Linked DNA regions of Pan troglodytes: region 1 is linked to region 2. Evidence: chromatin contacts called from public Hi-C data. All regions are on one chromosome and are shown on one strand. The core of a region is the stretch at or near the end of the contact, and the rest is flanking DNA. Distances in the headings are between cores, read along the strand shown.

What was found. A called contact is a pair of places that touch in the nucleus more often than the background predicts.
Region 1: a Hi-C map of stem cell-derived neural progenitor cells shows a contact between it and region 2, with 4 times the contacts expected there. The contact joins the enhancer-like site here to the promoter of KLF9 in region 2. A contact is called at or near these places in 2 of 7 Hi-C or Micro-C datasets (blood and stem cell-derived neural progenitor cells) and 1 of 1 datasets of contacts at active chromatin or transcription factors (stem cell-derived excitatory neurons).

Annotation. Positions count from the first base shown.
Region 1 is chr11:61,108,178-61,110,935 of NHGRI_mPanTro3-v2.0_pri, reverse strand. The region is part of intron 20 of TRPM3 (transient receptor potential cation channel subfamily M member 3); the gene reads left to right. It overlaps LOC104007884 (a long non-coding RNA gene), which reads right to left. Exons shown (of 5, transcript XR_008537294.2): 4 at 603-690. Among named protein-coding and RNA genes, the nearest start is that of KLF9, 190 kb to the right of the region's middle. Within about 2 kb of position 1,420, at least 19 of the 24 cell types and tissues checked have an H3K27ac peak or open chromatin away from gene starts, as enhancers often do. A contact at or near this core is called in stem cell-derived neural progenitor cells, where this site is marked.
Region 2 is chr11:60,922,262-60,925,161 of NHGRI_mPanTro3-v2.0_pri, reverse strand. KLF9 (KLF transcription factor 9) reads left to right here and starts at 1,329. Exons shown (of 2, transcript XM_520067.8): 1 at 1,329-2,900. LOC104007884 (a long non-coding RNA gene) reads right to left here and starts at 2,637. Exons shown (of 5, transcript XR_008537294.2): 1 at 2,547-2,637.

The DNA of each region.
Region 1 (2,758 bases), core at 171-2,670, 190 kb before region 2:
ATTCAGAGCTGCTAAAAAGAATGTGATTAAGTGAAAATCCACAAGAGGGCTCTGCAGCCCCACTCAATGTTCACCACAAGCTCCTATTTCATCAGGGAAAGCCATTAGGAAGGCAGGCTTAGGAGGTAGTGCTGATTTCTCTGCATTTTTCCTGAAATGACAGTAAGCAGGACAGGCCCTTTCTGGAAGAAATGCTCCCGTTCAAGTCCACTGGGTCTTTAAGAGCTCAAGAACAACCCTAAATGCTATACTGCAGTGGGTGGGAAAACATACTGGGCACCATAGGAAAAAAGGACTCCTACAAATCCACAACTTCATTCTTGCCTTCATTACAAAGACAGGTTAAAAGGCAAGGGTTTCAGCTCTATAATGTTCTCTTCCAGAGAAAAGATGCAGTATCTGTTAGATGCAGTTGTACTGGGATCATTAAAAAATGTCTTATCTCTTAAGCCCTTCTCTTGAGTTTTTAAACTATTTGGGTGATATTTTAACTCTGACTACCATCTCCCCATCCTGAGAACTTGGGAGTGGGTCTGCTAGTCTTATTTTACAAGAGCCTGGATTTAAAAAAAAAAAAAAAAAAAAAAAAAGGAATGCCTTGCCTTGTTCCAGCTGGTTGTCTACACTTCGGTCTTCCCATTCATGGTGCCTTTTCTTCTTGACCAATGTTGTGGATTTCCCATTTGTAAACTGAAAAACAGTAATAAATTTGCTTTGGTCTTTGTGCAGCTCTCTGAGAACTGAGGCCTGCTCCTGCTGGGGCCCTGTGGCTGTGCTGTGCCAGCTGGCACTCGAGCGATTTAACGCCTAGACGCATATTCCTTCCCCATGATAAGCAGAAAAGGGAAGGACTCGAGCAGGGAGATTGGAGTCTCTCCAGGGACCAGACTGGGAGAAGACAGGGAGCAGTCTGTACTCCACGGACTGTTCTGGCAGAGGCTGCCAAACGGGCAGGCTGCCAGGAGCCTCGAGGCCTGGATATCCATTTCTCCTGAAGAGGCATAGAATAGCAGGGAGGGCAGGGCTTTGGAGGCTGGAGTCAGGAAGGGGTCAACTGAAGATTCCCGCTTCCCGTGGGGAGTGAGGCGGTGACCACCTCCGAGTCTGACCTTTTCCTCTGCGGCTCAGTGAGGCGGCGCCCCAACCCCTGTGTCCTGCCCTGAACTCACTGAAGAGTTGCTTGACGACCAAAGGGTGAGGACCCCACAGGCCATGCCCTTCCTGCCTCTTCACAGTCAGCACGCAGGACCTCCAGAGCTCAGACGCAAGATCCTGGAAATGTGGAAAAGTTTGCATGCTTTGGTGCCTTCCCAGGGATACACAAAAGGAAGGCTTTGTGGTTTCCCATGATACCCCCATTCCCAGCCCCACATACTTCTGCCCGGAGTCACCAAAGCAAGCCCCGGTAATCCCTTAATAGCATGGCACTGTTTACAGCATGCGTGGGTAGACGTTATCTCATCTGGATCCTACCCCCGCCGACAACTCTGTGAGGTCGATGGCGTGACTATGATGACGTCCCACTGCACAGGTCTGGGAACTGAGACTCAGGGTTTTAGCAATTTCCCCGTATCCCACAGCTAGAAAGGACAACTGAGTATGAAACCTGACAGATCCGTCCCTAGACTCACTGCTCTTTCTACTCCCCCACGATGCTCCTCAGGCTCCCAGGGTTCTAAGACAGGTGACTGAGGGCTGGTTCGAGAGGTGGAGGAGGCAGGGGGGATTCTTGACTTTCCACTTCTGCCTCACCCCGGACTGTTCTGCTCTCATCTTTTTTAATGTTGGGACTTTACCAAAAAATGCTTCACTATTTAAAAATGATACTACAAACCTCTGTGTTTAGCAGTTTTAGGAAAGTGTGAGCAAAGGGTTGGAAAAGCTCAAGGCATTGCCCATCAACCCCCTCTCCCAGCTACATACACGGATTTTTGCTCTGTTAAGATGCAGCCAGGGAGTGAGAAGCCATCAGGACAACACCAGCTGCAGAGATTGCTGATGACTAGGGCAGTGGTTCTCAAACTGTGGCCACCAGCAGGAGCTGGGAACTTGTTAGACATGTAAATCCTCCACCCCACCCCCAGCCTCCTGAAGCAGAAACTCCAGACTGAGGGCCCAGCATCTGTATTTTACCCAGCCTTCCAGGTGATTCTGATGTGCACTGAAGTTTAAAAACCCTGGGCTAGGGCTTAGGGCAGGACACTGCCTGTGAAAAATAGGGCTCCCAGGTAGCTCCTGGTACCCTGCTCAGCTTCCAAGTCCCAGCCCTGACTTACAAAAACCCGTCTTCCTTAGTATTTGAGAATTAGGTAAATCATTATAGTGGACATGAGGATTCACACAAATAGCTGGATATAGACCTGCCTCCAGTCTTTTCTCTCCTCTCCTTTGAGAGGTTCTGAGGTGGGGAAAGGGGTTGGTCATGGTTTGAAGAGATGGAATCCTCAGAGGTAAACACCAGCAATTGAGGAAGGTGGCCCTGGTGCACAGCTTCACTAAGTGGCATTCCCTGGCTTCTCACATCCTGGGGTGGTCTGTGATGCAGGATGGGTGCAACTTCTGCTGTCCAGCTGTGCATTTCATAGACCCATGCGTGGTAGCCCCTCTAAGTTTAAGGTAAGGCAAGAGTCCCACAAAGGAGTTAGGATATGCAAGGAACTGGAAAATTGCTGTTAGTGCCTACACAACAGTCAGTCTGTTGACAAATATGTATTGAGTTTCTATTATGTAACAGGCCTGGGGTACAAAGGGTCTGCCC
Region 2 (2,900 bases), core at 80-2,579:
TATTTTATATATACGTTTTTAACATATAAACTTCATGGAGGACAGAGTCTCTTTTCATTTCTGTATTCCCCCATGCCTAGCTCATTGCCAGGAACATAAATATCTGGAGAATGAATGAGTGGAAAAGGAGAAAAAAGAGAAAGCATTCTACAGTTCTAGAATTGCTGGGTTTAAAAAGATATTCTAAATCAAGTCAAGCAGCAGTTATGTTTGTAAATGTGTGAGAAATTCATGTAGATGAAATCTCAGTTTTCTTTTATTACTTTCTTTTGTAACTCTGAAATGAGTGAGTTTGGAGAATTCAGTGTTTATGTCCAGTTCAAACAAAGTGAAATTAAAGGGAATTAAAGAAAAGCTGGCAAGGAGTAAGGAAGGGAAAAGTTTATATTTTTAAAAAACCTAAAGTGACTGATGTATTCAAATTCCTGGATTATATAATCTTCAAGGAAAGATACAGACTTTTCCTCTATTCTGGAATAATGATGATGGTGGTCCTAGGGCTGTCTATAGATGTCCAGGCCCGAGCAGTCTGTTTCACCAGTACAATCCCAGTTAAAATGCAAGTCTGAGGGGTTGTACAGGCCATGATCATAGAGATCCTGGAGAGATCCTGCTGGTATGTGCACTGGGCCTTAAGGAGGCAGGCAAAGGTGCAATTTCTAAGTGATCGTGTATCCTAGGGGACAAAATTTGTCCCAGAAAAATCATGAAGTAGGCAAACTCCCCTGGGCTTCAGTGAATTCTTTTCTAAAATTAAGAGATTAAGTTCTAAAAATGCAAGAACTCCAAGATGGCTTGGAGTTTTTTATACACTGTATACCTACCTTACAGGGATGCATGCAGGGTGCTTGGTACAGGGCCTGACACAGAGTAAGCCCTCCATGAAAGGGGTCGGTGATAATGATGCTGATGGTGATCATATTCTTGGTTGCCCAGTATCCCCTATCTACACCTTTCTTCCACCTGCAGTCACCTACTGCAATATCTTCCCTGTACCACTTTAATATTTTTGTTGTTGTTTTATTTATTTTTTTAAGCTGTACACTTTTATTGAACTGGTCTTGTCAGGTTTGTTATTTTTTAATTAAAATCTATTATACTCTTACTTACCTGAGCCACCCTTAGTTATGATTTTAAAAAATACAAAAAAAACAGGGCCTTGCTCTGTTGCCCAGGCTGGAGTAGTACAGTGGTGTAATCAGGGCTCACTGCAGCCTTGACCTAGGCTGACGCAGTCCTTCAGCCTCAGCCTCCTGAGTAGCTGGGACTACAGGTGCGAGCCACCACACCTGGCTAACTTTTTTTAATTTTTTTTTTTTTTTGATGTGCCACTTTAAAAACAAAGTCAAAAGAAACTACTGTAGACCTCACATTGGTAGAGTCAATTTGAGACCCTTGCCTCGGAGACCAGAACCTGGTGTAACTTTCTCTTAACAAAGGTTAATAGCCAGTGGGGGGTCAGGGTTGGAACTCACCGAATCCGCATCACATAGAATCAGGTACCTCTCACATTCACGAAAGTGAATTATTTTTAATGAATTGTGCTGACAGTATGCCTCTTGCAAAAAGAACTAGCCCTAGATTCTTTTCTAGCTATCAAGATGGAAAACAACCACATCGTTAATTCAGACGGAGGGGTAAACCAAGTTAATCAGACTCCAAGACCCATACTAATTGTTGACCAAGTAATGCCACAGTATTCCATGGCTAAGGATTTCCAGCTTGTTCCAGTCCCTAAAAATCTGTTCCGCACAGTTAATATTTCACAAAACCAAAAGGACTTAGTTGCAAGCACAAAGAGCTAGAAATCAGGGGACTTGTGGTTTCTATTGAGTTCTATCATTATCTGTCTAATAAGATAAATAAGTCACTTCTCTGTAACTCAGTCTCCACATTTGTGAAGTGAGGGAAGAGAAACATGTCCTAAAAACCATGCAGGGGCTCTGGAAAGAAAAAGAGCTAAGAATGGTGGGTTTTTTATAAAAGTTACACAAATGAATGGTTTTTGTCTCCGTTTTTCTGAAAGTGGGTTAAAAATAGCTTCCAAATAAAGCTAAAAGAATTTATTTAGACTAAATTGCACCGGAGAAGTAGAGGAATTAAGAGATATGACAAGCAAAGATGGGATGTTTCAATGGAAGAATCTCAGGCAGTAAAAAGGCTATGCTGTAAAACCAGAACTTTTGTTAGCACTGCATTTTTAAGATGAATTGGTCATAGTTAATGTATTGGATGGAAGAATTTTTAAACATCTGCCCCAAAGTATGCTGCGTCCAAAAAATATATAACAAAACGAATTCTTACTCATTTGTGTTTATTCTTGGACTTATCCTGACATAATGGGGTTTTTTAAATTATAGATTCACACTGCATTTATTCATCACCCCTGTCCTCTCATCCATAACTCAAATTTACTACCAGCAACACAAAATACAAAGATGTGTCCAGTTTCACTACAGCTCTTCGCGTTTACAAGTGTCGAGCGCTTGCTTTCGGAACGCCCTTGTGATTGGCCGAGCCAATGCCAGTGACATCAACCAACTTACTTTTGATTGGAAGGCTGGTTGCTGGGACTGTAGCGTTTGCAGGAAGTCACTTAACTGTTTGGGAGCTGGAAAACCGAAGCTGAAGTTCTCTTTTGCCATAGGAACGAGCGCAACTGACTAGGAAAGATGTGTCCCAAAGCTCCGCAAGCTGGAACGTGAGCCAGGAGGCCCGGACCGGCCACGGGACCGCGAGGCACTCCGAAAGTGTGCGGCTGCCCCTTCCCTGCCTCCCAGCTGTTACCCTTTTAAATGTCAGTGTTCGAGGCTGTAGGGGTAGCACGAGGCAGCGAAACGGAACAGTCGGATTGGCCGCACGCCTCAGTTCTAGACGCACCTCTCCACCGAAGGCCGTTC